2 separate regions of the Mus musculus genome follow, and region 1 is linked to region 2. The links are chromatin contacts, called in public promoter capture Hi-C maps. All regions are on one chromosome and are shown on one strand. The core of a region is the stretch at or near the end of the contact, and the rest is flanking DNA. Distances in the headings are between cores, read along the strand shown.

Region 1 (7,378 bases), core at 696-3,195, 5.5 Mb before region 2:
CCCTTGGCAGATAGAAACGTCTGGGCAAGGGTTCACAGGTAAGTAGGGTGAGAGCTGCCGCCTCCCCTCTCCTCACCAAATCGTTTAGACATTGTATTGATTCGGCCTCAGGGATTCTGTCTGGGTCACGCCATTTCTCTGTCCACACAGGCACACTGGCAACCTGTGTGAGTCAGGAGCGCACACTGAACTGCCCATCTCACCAACACCCTCCTTTACCCTCTCCTGCTCGCTCTCGGCCCTATTCTTGCTCTGTGTGTGGAAAGAGGTTTTCACTCAAGCATCAGATGGAGACACATTACCGAGTCCACACAGGTATGGGCATCCTGCCCAGTGTGAATTTATCTTTTTCGTTTCCATCGCCGGCCTGCCAGCTCCTCCCTTGCCCTATTGCTCGACGCACCCCTAGCTTGGAGAGCCTTCGCCCATTTCTTCCTTCTCTGGCTTTCTCCTCCACCTGTAGGAGAGAAGCCCTTCTCCTGTAGCCTCTGTCCTCAGCGCTCCCGGGATTTCTCTGCCATGACCAAGCACCTGAGGACACATGGGGCTGCTCCCTATCGATGCCCTCTGTGCAGGGCTGGCTGCCCTAGCCTGGCCTCCATGCAGGCGCACATGCGTGGCCACTCGCCCAGCCGGCTGCCGCCTGGATGGACCATACGCTCCACCTTCCTCTACTCTTCCTCGAGGCCGACCCGGGCCTCCAGCTCTCCCGGTAGTCCTACCTCCTCTGCTGCCACCTGACCGGGTGTTGGTAGCTTCTCTGGCTTGACAAAGAGTCCAAAGAATGAAAGGCAGAAGGGCTCAGCTAGGGCGGCCTGGCAAATTTAACCACAGAAGAACTGCGAGACAGGAGCTACGAACCCTTCCGGGACAAGCGAGTTGCAGAAGCCTCGGCCTGGCGAGCCCGAGTTAAAGGACAATTAACTCGGTGAAGATTAACTGGGGACTGTCAATTTCATCACTATAATAAAGTTTCCTGTGCTCCAGTCAGGACGAGTCCAGACTTTTCCTCTGTGCTAGGGGGTTTCCACCCTTGCCCTGTAGCGGCCCCTGCTGGCCATTCACCATTCAATAAACAGAGGGTCACACTTCTCCTTCCGGGGGGCTTCGTATAATTCCCGAGGGCAGCACGCGGCAAAGGCGCTCCAGACCCTGCGGGAGAGGAAAGGTGGCTTTGAGGCGCCCCAAGACTCTGGTTCCTCCCACAGCAATCTACCGCGCGCGTAGTCTAGGGCTGGAGAGGAGCGCAGACTGAGGTCCGGATTTCGACCACCGGTCTGCTCTCCTCCGAGTAAGGGACGGAAGACTAGCCTCTCCAGCATCTCCCCTCCGCGCCGGGCAATGCGGCTACCGGGTTGCGCCTGGAAGTGAGACTAATCCAGCGCCGCCGCCCTCCCCTCAGCCAACGCCTAGCGCAATAGCTAACTTCGTCTACTGTGTGTCCGTCGGGTTCCCAGGGTCCGAAGCCAACGGTACCCTGGGAAGGACCCTGGGAATGGTAGTCCATGCAGGTCGCTAGTTCCGACTAGAACAATGGGAGGAGTCTGAGCCGGGAACCACACCTCCTGGAGACCAGGAACTGGTTCTCCTGGTCTCTGTCGCCAACCCGGTATTCCCAGTTCTCGCGCCCCAGCTGTCGGCGGAAGGAGCAAGGCGACTGGACTACATTCCCCAGAAGACCTTGCGCCTCCCGCTCTCAGGCCGCGACGCGGGGTCCGCTCTTCAGGTGCGGCTGGAGGGTGACGGCCGACCGGCCCAGGACTCCTGCTCCCGTGGTGCCCCGCGCGTGGCCAGCCCAGCCCCCGGCTCCTGCCCGCCCCACAGCGGCGCTGGTTGTTGTCGTGAGCCGCAGCCGCCCCGCTTTGCCCCTCCTCCCCTCCTCTCCCCTCCCCCCCGGCCCTGCGCACGGGCTGCCCCTCCCCCCGCCTCCCCGGCCCCTCTCACGGTGCCAAGATGGCGGCGGCGGCGGGCGGCGGCAGTTGCCCCGGGCCTGGCTCCGCACGGGGCCGCTTCCCGGGCCGGCCGCGGGGTTCCGGCGGGGGCGGGGGCCGCGGCGGCCGAGGCAACGGAGCCGAAAGAGTGCGGGTAGCCCTGCGGCGCGGTGGCGGCGCGGCGGGGCCGGGAGGAGCCGAGCCCGGGGAGGACACGGCCCTGCTCCGTTTGCTGGGTCTTCGCCGGGGCCTGCGCCGGCTCCGCCGCCTGTGGGCTGGTGCGCGAGTTCAGCGAGGCCGAGGCCGCGGCCGGGGACGGGGCTGGGGCCCGAACCGAGGCTGCATGCCGGAGGAAGAGAGCAGTGACGGGGAATCCGAGGAGGAGGTGAGGCGGTCGGAGGTGTCTCTAGCGCCGGGTAGGGCGGAGGCCAGGGGCTTGCAGGGCTCCGGATAGCTCCGAAGGGTGTTGTGGACAAGTGGGATTCTCGGGGCTCCTGGAAAGAAGCACGAAGGAAGCAGGCTGCGTGGAGCGTTTGGGTAGCTAGGGCCTTTGAAAGTGATCAGAGAAACCCTGACTGCAGCTAGACGCCTGGAGCCCAATTGGTGTCCTGAGCTGATCTTTCGCGGTAGCAATGGCAGAGCAGGACAGGAGTGGGTGAAGAGGCCATAGGGATTGCATGCCGGACCAGCGGTGGTTGACAGCAGCAGCGTGGCCTTAATTGACCAAGGCTAGAGAGCCTCCTGGGCTCTTACTTGCAGGCTGCCTCCTTGGCCCTTAAAATCCGCGACATATCCCTGCCCTGGTTCCACCAGGGCCCCAGTTGCTCTCTGGTTCTAAGGTAGAGTGGTGGAGGCTTCTTAGGCGCGGGTTGAAGAGGGATAGAATGAATGCTGAGTCTTGAATCTGGAGTGAGTGCAGTCATGGTTTATCCCTCTCAGCCTTTTGGAGAAGGCAGGAGGGTGTGGATTCTATTGCTTAGGAGAGCTAGCTGTCCTCTGAGGGCTCAGAGTGGATTCTAATATGATAAACCATCTGCTCCACCTCTCATCTCCCCCAAACACTCCCCATTTTTAAGAATGCCCTGCAAGGGTGTAAATGGAGGACCTACTTTGTTTTAAGTTGGAATTAGCCCTCATTGTAATGCCTATTGCTTAACTCGAGGAGACCCTCTAGTGTTTTCTTCTGGGCTAGTGAATTACTGATGGCTGTGCTGGAATGGTCTGGTTCAAGAACGCCTTGTACCTTTATTCCTTCTGACCTTGCCTCAGTCTTTTAAGTTCTTTGGTAAATGAGGAGGAGTATGTTAAGGTGGACGATAACTATCATATCTGCAACACCTGAAGCCCAGATGGAACCAGGGCTTTGGTACTGACTGCTGTTTCTCCCCTTCACCCTTGGTCCCCTAAATCAGGAGTTTCAGGGTTTTCATTCAGATGAAGATGTGGCCCCCAGTTCCCTGCGCTCTGCGCTTCGGTCCCAGCGAGGTGAGTGATGGGGAAACTCTACCTCTCTAGTGTTGCGGGAAGGTTCTTGCCCTTTGTGTTCAGCTAGTCTCTACCAGTTACTGAGTGTCCTGTGTTCAGTCCAAGGTAGCCTGGGCTGTGGGGAAAAACAGACAAGTAAGACTTAGTATCCTGTCTTTCTGGGGTGCTTTTCTTAAGACTGAAGGGCCAGTTTGACCCATCTCCCCACAACTGTTCTCCTTTTAGGTCGAGCCCCTCGGGGTCGGGGCCGCAAGCATAAGACGACCCCCCTTCCTCCTCGCCTAGCAGATGTGACTCCTGTCCCCCCAAAGGCCCCTACTCGGAAACGGGGTGAGGAGGGCACAGAACGGATGGTGCAGGCACTGACTGAACTTCTCCGGCGGTCCCAAGCACCCCAACCCCCCCGGAGCCGGGCACGGGCACGTGAACCCTCTACTCCCCGACGGTCTCGGGGAAGGCCCCCAGGACGGCCAGCCGGTCCCTGCCGGAAAAAGCAGCAAGCAGTAGTGTTAGCAGAAGCGGCTGTGACAATCCCTAAACCCGAGCCTCCGCCCCCTGTGGTTCCAGTAAAGAACAAAGCTGGCAGTTGGAAATGCAAGGAGGGACCTGGTCCAGGACCTGGAACCCCCAAACGTGGAGGACAGCCTGGGAGAGGAGGCCGTGGAGGCAGGGGCAGAGGCCGAGGCGGACTTCCCCTTATGATCAAGTTTGTTTCCAAGGCCAAGAAAGTGAAGATGGGACAATTGTCCCAGGAACTAGAATCAGGTCAGGGTCATGGTCAACGTGGGGAAAGCTGGCAGGATGCCCCCCAAAGAAAAGATGGAGATGAACCAGAAAGGGGCTCGTGTAGAAAGAAACAGGAGCAGAAACTGGAGGAGGAGGAGGAGGAGGAGGAGAAGGAGGGAGAAGAGAAGGAAGAAAAAGATGACAATGAGGATAACAACAAGCAAGAGGAAGAGGAGGAGACTGAGAGAGCTGTGGCTGAGGAAGAAGCGATGCTAGCCAAGGAGAAGGAAGAGGCAAAGCTTCCGTCACCACCCTTGACTCCTCCAGTCCCTTCACCACCTCCTCCTCTACCACCCCCTTCAACATCTCCTCCACCTCCAGCATCCCCTCTACCACCCCCAGTTTCTCCTCCTCCCCCACTTTCCCCTCCCCCATATCCAGCCCCAGAGAAGCAGGAAGAGTCTCCTCCTCTTGTCCCAGCTACATGCTCTAGGAAGAGGGGCAGGCCTCCCCTGACTCCTAGCCAGCGGGCAGAGAGGGAAGCTGCTCGGTCAGGACCAGAGGGCACCCTTTCTCCCACTCCAAACCCTAGCACCACCACAGGAAGCCCTTTGGAAGACAGTCCTACTGTGGTCCCCAAAAGTACCACCTTTTTAAAGAATATACGGCAGTTTATTATGCCTGTAGTGAGTGCTCGCTCCTCCCGTGTTATCAAGACACCCCGGCGATTTATGGATGAAGATCCTCCCAAACCTCCAAAGGTGGAGGCTTCTATTGTTCGACCTCCTGTTGCAACCTCCCCACCTGCTCCCCAGGAACCAGTACCAGTCTCCTCTCCACCTCGTGTCCCAACTCCCCCATCTACCCCAGTCCCACTCCCTGAGAAGAGGCGGTCTATCCTAAGGGAACCCACATTTCGCTGGACCTCACTAACCCGGGAGCTGCCGCCACCTCCACCTGCTCCTCCACCAGCCCCATCTCCACCACCTGCCCCTGCCACTCCCTCCCGGAGGCCCTTGCTCCTTCGGGCCCCTCAGTTTACCCCAAGTGAAGCCCACCTGAAGATCTATGAATCGGTGCTTACCCCTCCTCCTCTTGGGGCTCTTGAAACCCCTGAGCCAGAGCTGCCTCCTGCTGATGACTCTCCAGCAGAGCCTGAGCCTAGGGCAGTGGGGCGGACCAATCACCTCAGCTTGCCTCGCTTTGTCCCTGTGGTCACCAGTCCTGTTAAGGTTGAGGTGCCCCCCCATGGAGCTCCAGCTCTGAGTGAAGGCCAGCAGCTTCAGCTCCAGCAGCCCCCGCAGGCCTTGCAGACCCAGCTCCTACCCCAGGCACTACCACCACAGCAACCACAAGCGCAGCCACCTCCATCACCACAACACACACCACCACTGGAAAAGGCCCGTGTTGCAAGTCTGGGTTCCCTGCCACTATCTGGGGTGGAGGAGAAAATGTTTAGCCTTCTTAAGAGAGCTAAGGTGCAGTTATTCAAGATCGATCAACAGCAACAGCAGAAAGTGGCGGCTTCAATGCCGGTGAGTGTGTTACTTTGAGCAAGTCCCTGCACTCAGTCTAGATAAGTGTTTAGCCGGACATGCAGGACCAGTTTCCCTTTTACCTCCCAATTGTTTCTACCCTGACCCTATCCCTTCCCTCTCCTATTCCCCTGTTCCCACTGGTCTTCACTTTGCAGCCCCTGACCCTGTTAATTTCCCCCACCAGCTAAGCCCTGCAGTACAAACCGAGGAGGCTGTGGGGACTGTCAAACAGACCCCGGACAGAGGCTGTGTCAGGTCTGAAGATGAATCCATGGAAGCTAAGAGAGATCGAGCCTCGGTATGCAGTGAGAGGAGGGTCTTCTGAAGAAGGCTGGCTGCAGAACCACATGGAACCATTTCCCACACCTCTTCCTGGTTTTTCCTCTCTCAGGGCCCTGAGTCACCTTTACAAGGCCCCCGAATCAAACATGTCTGCCGTCACGCTGCTGTGGCCTTGGGTCAGGCTCGGGCCATGGTGCCTGAAGATGTACCCCGCCTCAGTGCCCTCCCTCTCCGGGATCGGCAGGACCTCGCCACTGAGGGTAGGGGACTTGAGTAGTGGGAGGCTTGAGGACAAATAAGGTTTGTGCATGAGCAAGAGTACCAGGGAGCTGAGCAGAGGAATTGGATGGGGCTTAGGGGGCAGATGGGTTGCAGTGCTGCTAGGTCTTGGACAGATCTGGTTAGGTCCAGAATACCTAGAGTCAGTGTGGAAAAGCAGAGGGAAAGTAGGGAAATGAGGTAGGATACCTAGTGGCTTTGTGGCTCTGTCTCCCCTCCATCTGCTGCAATAGATACGTCATCAGCATCAGAGACTGAGAGTGTCCCTTCCCGATCCCAGCGGGAAAAGGTGGAATCTGCAGGGCCTGGGGGAGACTCGGAGCCTACAGGGTCTACAGGGGCCCTGGCCCACACACCACGGCGGTCACTGCCATCCCACCATGGCAAGAAGATGAGAATGGCTCGTTGTGGGCACTGTCGGGGTTGCTTGCGTGTGCAGGACTGTGGCTCTTGTGTCAACTGCTTGGATAAACCTAAATTTGGGGGTCCCAACACTAAGAAGCAGTGCTGTGTGTAAGTAGCTGGAGTGTAGCCTCTGGTCCCACCTGGGGTTGTCAGTCACCTGAGCCTCTTGTCCCAGCCAGAGCAGTGGGATGGGCATCCTTGTGGAGAGCTTCCTCTCTTCCCCCAGACCACCAGTCCCTACCCTGGTGACGTGCTGCTCCCCTCCCCAGATACCGGAAGTGTGACAAGATAGAGGCTCGGAAGATGGAGCGGCTGGCAAAAAAAGGTAATAAGGCTTGGAGAGGGTTTCTTCACAAAACCTTACATAGATAGCGGGGTGGCAGAGGCCATGTTTTCTTTGCTTTCCACTCGTGCCTTTGCATTTGACACGTGTCCTTTTTTATCAGAGCTTAAACCTGTCCTGCATTGTTTGTTTTGTGCTGCACTTTCTGGCTTTCCTTTGTCCTGGTGCCCATATATCCCTGGCTGAGTTCAAATCCTACCAAGTCCCCTGTTCCCACAGGCCGGACGATAGTGAAGACGCTGTTGCCCTGGGATTCCGATGAATCTCCTGAGGCCTCCCCTGGTCCTCCAGGCCCACGCCGGGGGGCGGGAGCTGGGGGGTCCCGGGAGGAGGTGGGGGCCACTCCCGGGCCCGAGGAGCAGGACTCCCTCCTACTGCAGCGCAAGTCA
Region 2 (6,568 bases), core at 2,639-5,138:
AGCGCGTAAAGCCACATGCTAAGCCTGATCTGGAGTTTTGATTCTGGGATCCACAGGGTGAAAGGAGAGAACTGACTCTTGTAAGTTGTTCTCTGACTTCTGCATATACCAGAGTGTGCATACATGAACATACACACACACACCTGAATGTAATATGGTAGCGAGTGACTGAAGAGATCCAGTATCCATATTTGGACTCCACACAAGTACACCACAGTTTTCAGGAAGCTCCCTCTTGAAGCCAAGGTTAAGGGAGTTATCAGAGGTGCATCTGGTTGGTCAAACTGTCCCCCGTTTCCCCAACTGAAGCTCAGAAAAACTAGGAGGGGTTTGAACACAGAACCACAGGTAGGTCTGAGTCTCCAGTTGTCACCATGTGTGTGCCCTCCTTTGGATGTCTAGCTGGATGTCTTCTTACTGGACTCCCTAGCAAGTATACCTACATGTTCTAACTAGGCTGCTTATCCTGGCCCTGGTACTTCTTAGCTGTGACTTTGGGCAAAACAACTCCACTCTGTCTCAGGTTTAGTTTTTTTTGTTGTTGTTGTTGTTGTTTTGGTTTTTTTTAGTTCTTCGAGACAGGGTTTCTCTGTATAGCTCTGGCTGTCCTGGAATTCACTTTGTAAAACAGGCTGGCCTTGAACTCAGAAATCCACCTGCCTCTGCCTCCCGAGTGCTGGGATTAAAGGTGTGCGCCACCATACCCGGCTTTTGTTTTTGTTTTTATCTCTGAAAAGGGATGCTAGTCTTTGTCCCGGGTTTTCGAGACACTAAGTAAATACTGCTATATAGAAATTAATTTTTGTTGGGCAGTGGTGGCACACACCTTTCCAGCACTTGGCAGAAGCAGGTGGATTTCTGAGTTAAAGGCCAGCCTGGTCTACAGAGTGAGTTCCAGGACAGCCAGGGCTACACAGAGAAACCCTGTCTGACACCCCCCCCCCAAAAAAGAAAATAATTGTTGAGACAGCATCTCTATGTAACCCTGAAACTCGTATGTAGTCCAGGCTGGTCTCAAGAGATCCCCCTGCTTCTGTCTGCCTGCTGGGATTAATGGCATGCATCACTACACATGGCTCGAGGACTTACTTTTAGTATCTGATTAGTATCTTGAGGTGCCTAGTGGTAACTGACATCCAAGTGTGTTAGGTGACAATGGAAATTCTGCCCAGTGCTTTTCATTCATTATTTAATTCTACCAGTCCTCTCAGAGACAGTTACCATGAGGTGCTAAGAAACAGGCCGGGAGAAGTCATGTGTCCAGGTTCCCACGGGGAGAGAAGAAAGCCATCATTCCACCCCAAGAGATGGTTCCCTAGGTCTATACTCAGTTCCCCGGTGGGTGGATTGTTTGGGATCAAAGGGTGAATGGTTGACTTCAGGAAGAGCAAAGCAAAGGATGGGGGAAGGGAAAGGGGGAAGGGGAAGACAGCAGATTTTTAAAGTAAAAGATTAAGGTAGGAGGTAGTGAGCCCTAAGGTTTGGGCCTAGCTGTTTGCTAGTGTAGTTTGGATTTGCCCTTGGGGTGAAATCGCCTGTGTAGGAGCCCAAGTGCAGACCAGACTGAGCTCTTGGCAGGCTCTGGGCCTGCAGGTAGTGTTTTGTTCCTGCTGAGGCCCCCTTTTCCCTCTTGAGGTCCCAGCTTAGCTTCTCAGGCTCCTCTCTCTAAAACCGCTCGGGCATCCCAACTTAATTTGGGCTGCCTACGTCCTTTCTCTGCAGAGGAAACCTGTTCGGGTCAGACACTGTGCTGTGGTAGCACTGGACTGGACCTTTTGGGACAGATTATGTTTAGAGAGGGTGGATAATACCATCCCTGGATCAGCAAAGATACGGAGAGGCAGGCATGAAGTACTGGCCTCAGGCTTGGCTAGAACGGAATGTGGGTGTTAAGGAGACTGTGGATGTTAACCCTAGAAGGATAAAGAGGCATGGACAAGTTTGGTGGTCCTACAGGGTCAGATATATTATGTCACATGTTGTTGGGCATGTCCCACGAAGTCAGAGCTCACCAAGCCAGACCTGCAATACTCTGAGTTGCCACGTGCCAACTGTGTGTGCGAGGCATGTGGTCACATGTGCTGGGGGCTGCACGTGAGAGTGTCAGTGTCTCCTCCCCATCACGAGCATGGGGGTGGTGGTGAGTCACGGGCTCAGCCTTCAGCGCCAACTGTCATGTTCCTTCCCCCCAAATTTCACCCCCCAACACACACACCCAGCCCTGCACCACCCACCCCCACTTGAAGATCTGTGTGGATTTTCTGTTCCATCCCCCTGCCCTTCTGGGCTTTCTCAGGGAGACGGCAGTATTCCTTAAGAAAGGGTGCTTCTCTCAGCTCTGCCATCTTGTCACCCCCTCCCACTGCCTCACTGCTCAGGTGACTAAAAGATGAGGGCCTCTTCTGGCTTCCCACTCATCTCCACGGGTCCCCAGGAGTTCTCTGTGCACAATGGAGAATCCCTTCCTCCCCTCAACATCTTGAGCCCGTTTCCAGAGGCTTCCCAGTTCTATGTCTCCCAGCTTGCCATGCCTGCCTCAGTGGTCCTCTCATGTCTATGAGCCACGTGACTGTCTCTGTGGGTCTCCTGTACCCATGGGGCTGTCTCCATCAGGAGACCTCTCCTAGCTTACTGGGCCCCGTGTATGCTTCCTGGTTGCTCCTTCTGTGTATGGCTCCCTATTCTGAGGAGTCTTTCTGTCTCTGGCCTCTGCCACCTTCAAACACCTCTGTGTCCTATATGCTGTTCTCTTGTCCTCAGGTGGCTTGCTTTTCCATGGCTGGCTTTCCTTGGCCTTGTGGAGTTTGTGGGCCTTGGCCCACCTCTCTTGGGTCTTGATGGCTGGCTGTCTCTTTCCCTGCATTTTTCTCCATCTCTGTAGTCCTCTCTCCCCATCTCTAGGCCCTTCCCTCAGTTCTCCCCACCAATGCCTCTCAGCTCCATGGGCTCCAGAATCCTGGGCTGCCTGGGCAGGGCGGTGGCATGGTGTGGTTGGAGGGGGTGGCCCCGGGGGTTGGCCCTTCATCCAATGCAGCTCGCTCTTCTCATCAGCATTCTCCTCGCAGGGCCCCCCAGCCCGACCAATACGATCTCCCCCTCCTCTGCTTCCCTCCCTCCTTGCTCCCTGCCTGCCTGCCTCCCTCCCTCCTGCCCGCCCTCCTCCCTGCCTCCCTCCCTTCATCTCTCCCCTCCACCACCACCACCACCACCATCACCACCACCACCACCACCACCACCACCCCACCCCCCCGCGCTCCAGGACTCAGCGCGGGCGGGCGGGCAGGCGGCGGCCTAGGAGGGGAGAAGGAGCAGTGGCGGCAGCGGTAGTAGCGGCCGGCAGCAAGGAGGCAGGCCCGGCTGGGGACACGGAGCCGCCAGCGGCTGCCGCTCACAGGGGACCAGAGTGTGCGGCCAGGCCCTCCCACCGAGAGCCGGCGGGCCCCGGGACACCCCACCCTCCTCCGCCTTCCCGTTCCACCTGCTTCTCTCCATCCTCTCCTCCCACCTCATCTCGCCACCTCGTCTGCCTCCCTTCTTGGTCTCACCAGGGCTGCCAGTTGCTCTGTCCTCGCTAGCCCCTTCATTGACCGGCCTCTCCTGGCCCTCAAGCATGTTTTTCCCGTGGGGACTGAGGGGTTGAGGACTCCCGGCCCTAGCCTCATCCAGGGCAGGGCCAAGGCTCTGGGGGGAGGGGGGGGAAGGGGGCGGCCCCCTCCCCCCCAGCAGGCCCTCCCCTCCCCCACTTCCCCCCGATGGCTGGCTTTCTTTTCTCCACCCAGTCCTCACCCCCAGTGCCCCCCCCAGGCCGGCCCGGCTAGGGGAGGGGGCGGGGGCCCTTTCCTGGGCCGGCTTCCCCCTCCCCCGGCTTTGCCTGTGCCCCCCTCCCTTCCGTTTTCACCTTCCTCTCCTCCTTTCCTCCCTCCTTCCCCTCCGTTTGCTCCTTCCCCCTCTCCTCTCTCCCCTTCTCTCCTCCATTTTCTCCTTTCCCCTTCCTCCCCTCCTGGCCCGCCCTTTGCTTTTCCACCTGTCCTTCCTCCCCGCTGCTGGGGAGACACCGTTTTGGATTAGTTGGGGGCCACCGCCGGCGGCGGGGGAGGGGGCCCAGTGGACTGCCCTCTCCCCCGGCCCCAGCCTCACCAGCACCCAGCATCGGAGCACCTCCTGGTTGTCGTTCCTCGGGCCTCGAGGGAGCCCAGCCCTCCGTCCCACCAGGATCCGTAAGTGTCTGCAGGGCGGGGATTGGGCTGGGTCCTGGGTCCTGGAAGGCCAGGCTCCCTGTCCGGCTGGCGGGGGCCCCCACAGTCCCTGCTCCCCGTGGATGGCAAGGAACCTATTTCTCGCTGCTTTGTGCCCTCCCTCTCAACCTCTCATTCTCCACGACCTCTTCTTTTCTCACCCTTACTTCTGGGTACACACCTCACACCTGCCCTCAGTCCCAGCTTTCCGGGGTCCTGTGGTAGCCAGCTCACTTCACTGGCTCCTGGATTGTCCCTCCTCCAAGCTTTGGGTCCCAGACCCACACTGGCTCCTGACTTCTTGTGTGTTGTTGTGTGTTGGGTTCTCTCTCTCTCTCTCTCTCTCTCTCTCTCTCTCTCTCTCTCACCTCTTTCACTAAGCCTTACCATAGGCCCGGCCCCATTGCACCTTCTGTCTGTCTTCTGGAGATGCCTTTACATTTTCAAGTCTGTATTTCGCCTGTCTCCCAGGCCTGTCCAACTCTGCCCAACTTCTCTGTTCTCCGCTGTTCTCCTAAGCCAGGCTCTGCATCTGACTCTGATGAGACACTAGTTCTCATCTAGTCTTCTTCCCACTCTGTCTTTCCATTCTTTGCCTGATCCTCTCCACCTCCAGCCTCTATCTCTCACTTTTCTGCTTCCCTCCCCCAGACCCCACTGTGGGCCCCTAGTCATCCCCATCTACTGCTCTCTGTCCCTGGCTTCTGCCCGGGTTCTTCCACCCACCATCCCAGTCTCTCCACTTCTGGACCACACCACCTGGCCTTTTAGCTTCCATCCCTCCCAGTACCCGTGGGCTGGGGACTCTGGGATCCTCTGTGTATGCTGCTATGCCCTTCCAGGGCATCCGCTTTGACTCAGTTTCCCTCCTGGCTCATCCTCTCTCTCGCTTGTGTGGTCAGCCCTCTCCCTGTGCGCTTCTTCTTCAAGCCTTTTCATCCTGGATTCTGCCCCTCTGGCCTCAGCCTCTTTAGGCTGCTGTGCGCTTGTCCCTAGCTCACACTCTCTGTGTGTCTGTCTCAGGCTGTGGTTGTTTGTTTGTTCTGCTTTTGGAGACAGGGTTTCCTATAGCCCAGGCTAGCCTGGAACTCACCAAGGAGCTGGGTCTGGCTTTGAACTCCTGACCCTCCTGCCTCTGTCTACTGATAGCTGGTATTACAGGTGTGTGTCAGCACACCCTGCTGGCCCCTTGGTTGTTATACTTGTTGTTATTCATCTTTGGGCCCCCTCTCTTCTCCTGTCTGCCTCCTGTCCTTTGCACGTGTCTCCCCTTGCCCATCTCTCCTCCAACCTGTAGGACCTGGCCCACTCTCCTCAGCCCCCCCCCCCCCCCCCATTGCTGGCACTGTTTCCGTGCGTCTGTATCTGCCAGGCCTGAGTCTCAGGTCTGTGAGTCCTGAACTGACCTGACCCTGCTCCTCCTTGCACTTCCCATCCGCTTCTCTAGCATCTCTTTGTTTTTGAGACAGGGTTCAGGATGCAACATAGGCTAGCCTCAAACTCACAGTGATTCCCCTGCCTCCAGACTGCAGGAATTACATCCTGGTGTGAATGTCCTACTTAGTGTCTGTCCTTTTCCCCCACTTAGCTGTGGTCAGCACTTTGGGGGGCTGCCTTTCTGTGCATGGACCTCTGTGTTCTTCACTCCCCATAGACTCTCTCTGCACTGTGCCTCTGTCCTTTCACTCTCCATAGACCGTCTCTGCACTGAGCCTCTGTCTTTTGGTTCCCATTTGTGTCTGCCACCTGTGGGTCTCTGCCCTTCTGCCCTGCCTCAGTCTATTTGTTTGTAGTCCCTGATCCCCATTTGTTCCAGATGTCCCAGGATGAACCCCCTTCCCTCCTGCCCTTCCCCTTGAGAACTCTCCTTTTAGCTCTCCCAGAATTCCTTGCTCCTCTGTCCTGGTCAAGCCTCCACATTAGATCTAAATTGCAGTCTGCAGCCACCAGTCTGTTGAGCATGCCCTTGTATCCCTCAGGCTCTCCTCACCAAAGGCTGAGGGGTGTGGAGGAGGACTTTCTCAAGGTCAGTGAAATAGAGGCAAGTGTGGGACTGATTAAGGCAACCTTTCTCCTTGGCCTGAACTTTTCTGGCCAGAGAGGCCAAATCCAAGCCTTGGCTTGTGACTCTGCCCTTTCTTGGGAGTGCTTTCCATGGCCCCAGGTGGGATGTCAGGGGACACTAGACACATGTCACAGTGCTCTGGGCTCTGCAATAACCCTCTTTCATTGGAACATGGTCTACAACCAGGTCCAGGGATCCGTGTGCACATCTGGCAAAGCACATCCCGCCCAGCAGTTACACTGCCAAAGGCCTGGAGTGCCCAGAACAC

What was found. Promoter capture Hi-C pulls out the DNA fragments that hold promoters and counts their contacts.
Region 1: a promoter capture Hi-C map of frontonasal cranial neural crest shows a contact between it and region 2. The contact joins the promoter of Kmt2b here to the promoter of Grik5 in region 2.

The regions. Positions count from the first base shown.
Region 1 is chr7:30,583,293-30,590,670 of GRCm38.p6, reverse strand. It overlaps Kmt2b (lysine (K)-specific methyltransferase 2B), which reads left to right and starts at 1,945. Exons shown (of 37, transcript NM_029274.2): 1 at 1,945-2,316; 2 at 3,344-3,416; 3 at 3,642-5,677; 4 at 5,865-5,978; 5 at 6,072-6,222; 6 at 6,475-6,754; 7 at 6,916-6,971; 8 at 7,209-7,378. The coding sequence starts at 1,954. Zbtb32 (zinc finger and BTB domain containing 32) reads left to right here. Exons shown (of 6, transcript NM_021397.2): 4 at 1-38; 5 at 151-315; 6 at 464-990. The coding sequence ends at 741. It overlaps Gm32082 (a long non-coding RNA gene), which reads right to left and starts at 1,892. Exons shown (of 3, transcript XR_003946734.1): 1 at 1,352-1,892; 2 at 1,066-1,152; 3 at 312-457. It overlaps Mir3569 (microRNA 3569), which reads right to left and starts at 1,291; the gene lies at 1,234-1,291.
Region 2 is chr7:25,069,689-25,076,256 of GRCm38.p6, reverse strand. Grik5 (glutamate receptor, ionotropic, kainate 5 (gamma 2)) reads left to right here and starts at 3,888. Exons shown (of 20, transcript NM_008168.2): 1 at 3,888-4,217. It also overlaps a transcript of Zfp574 not described here.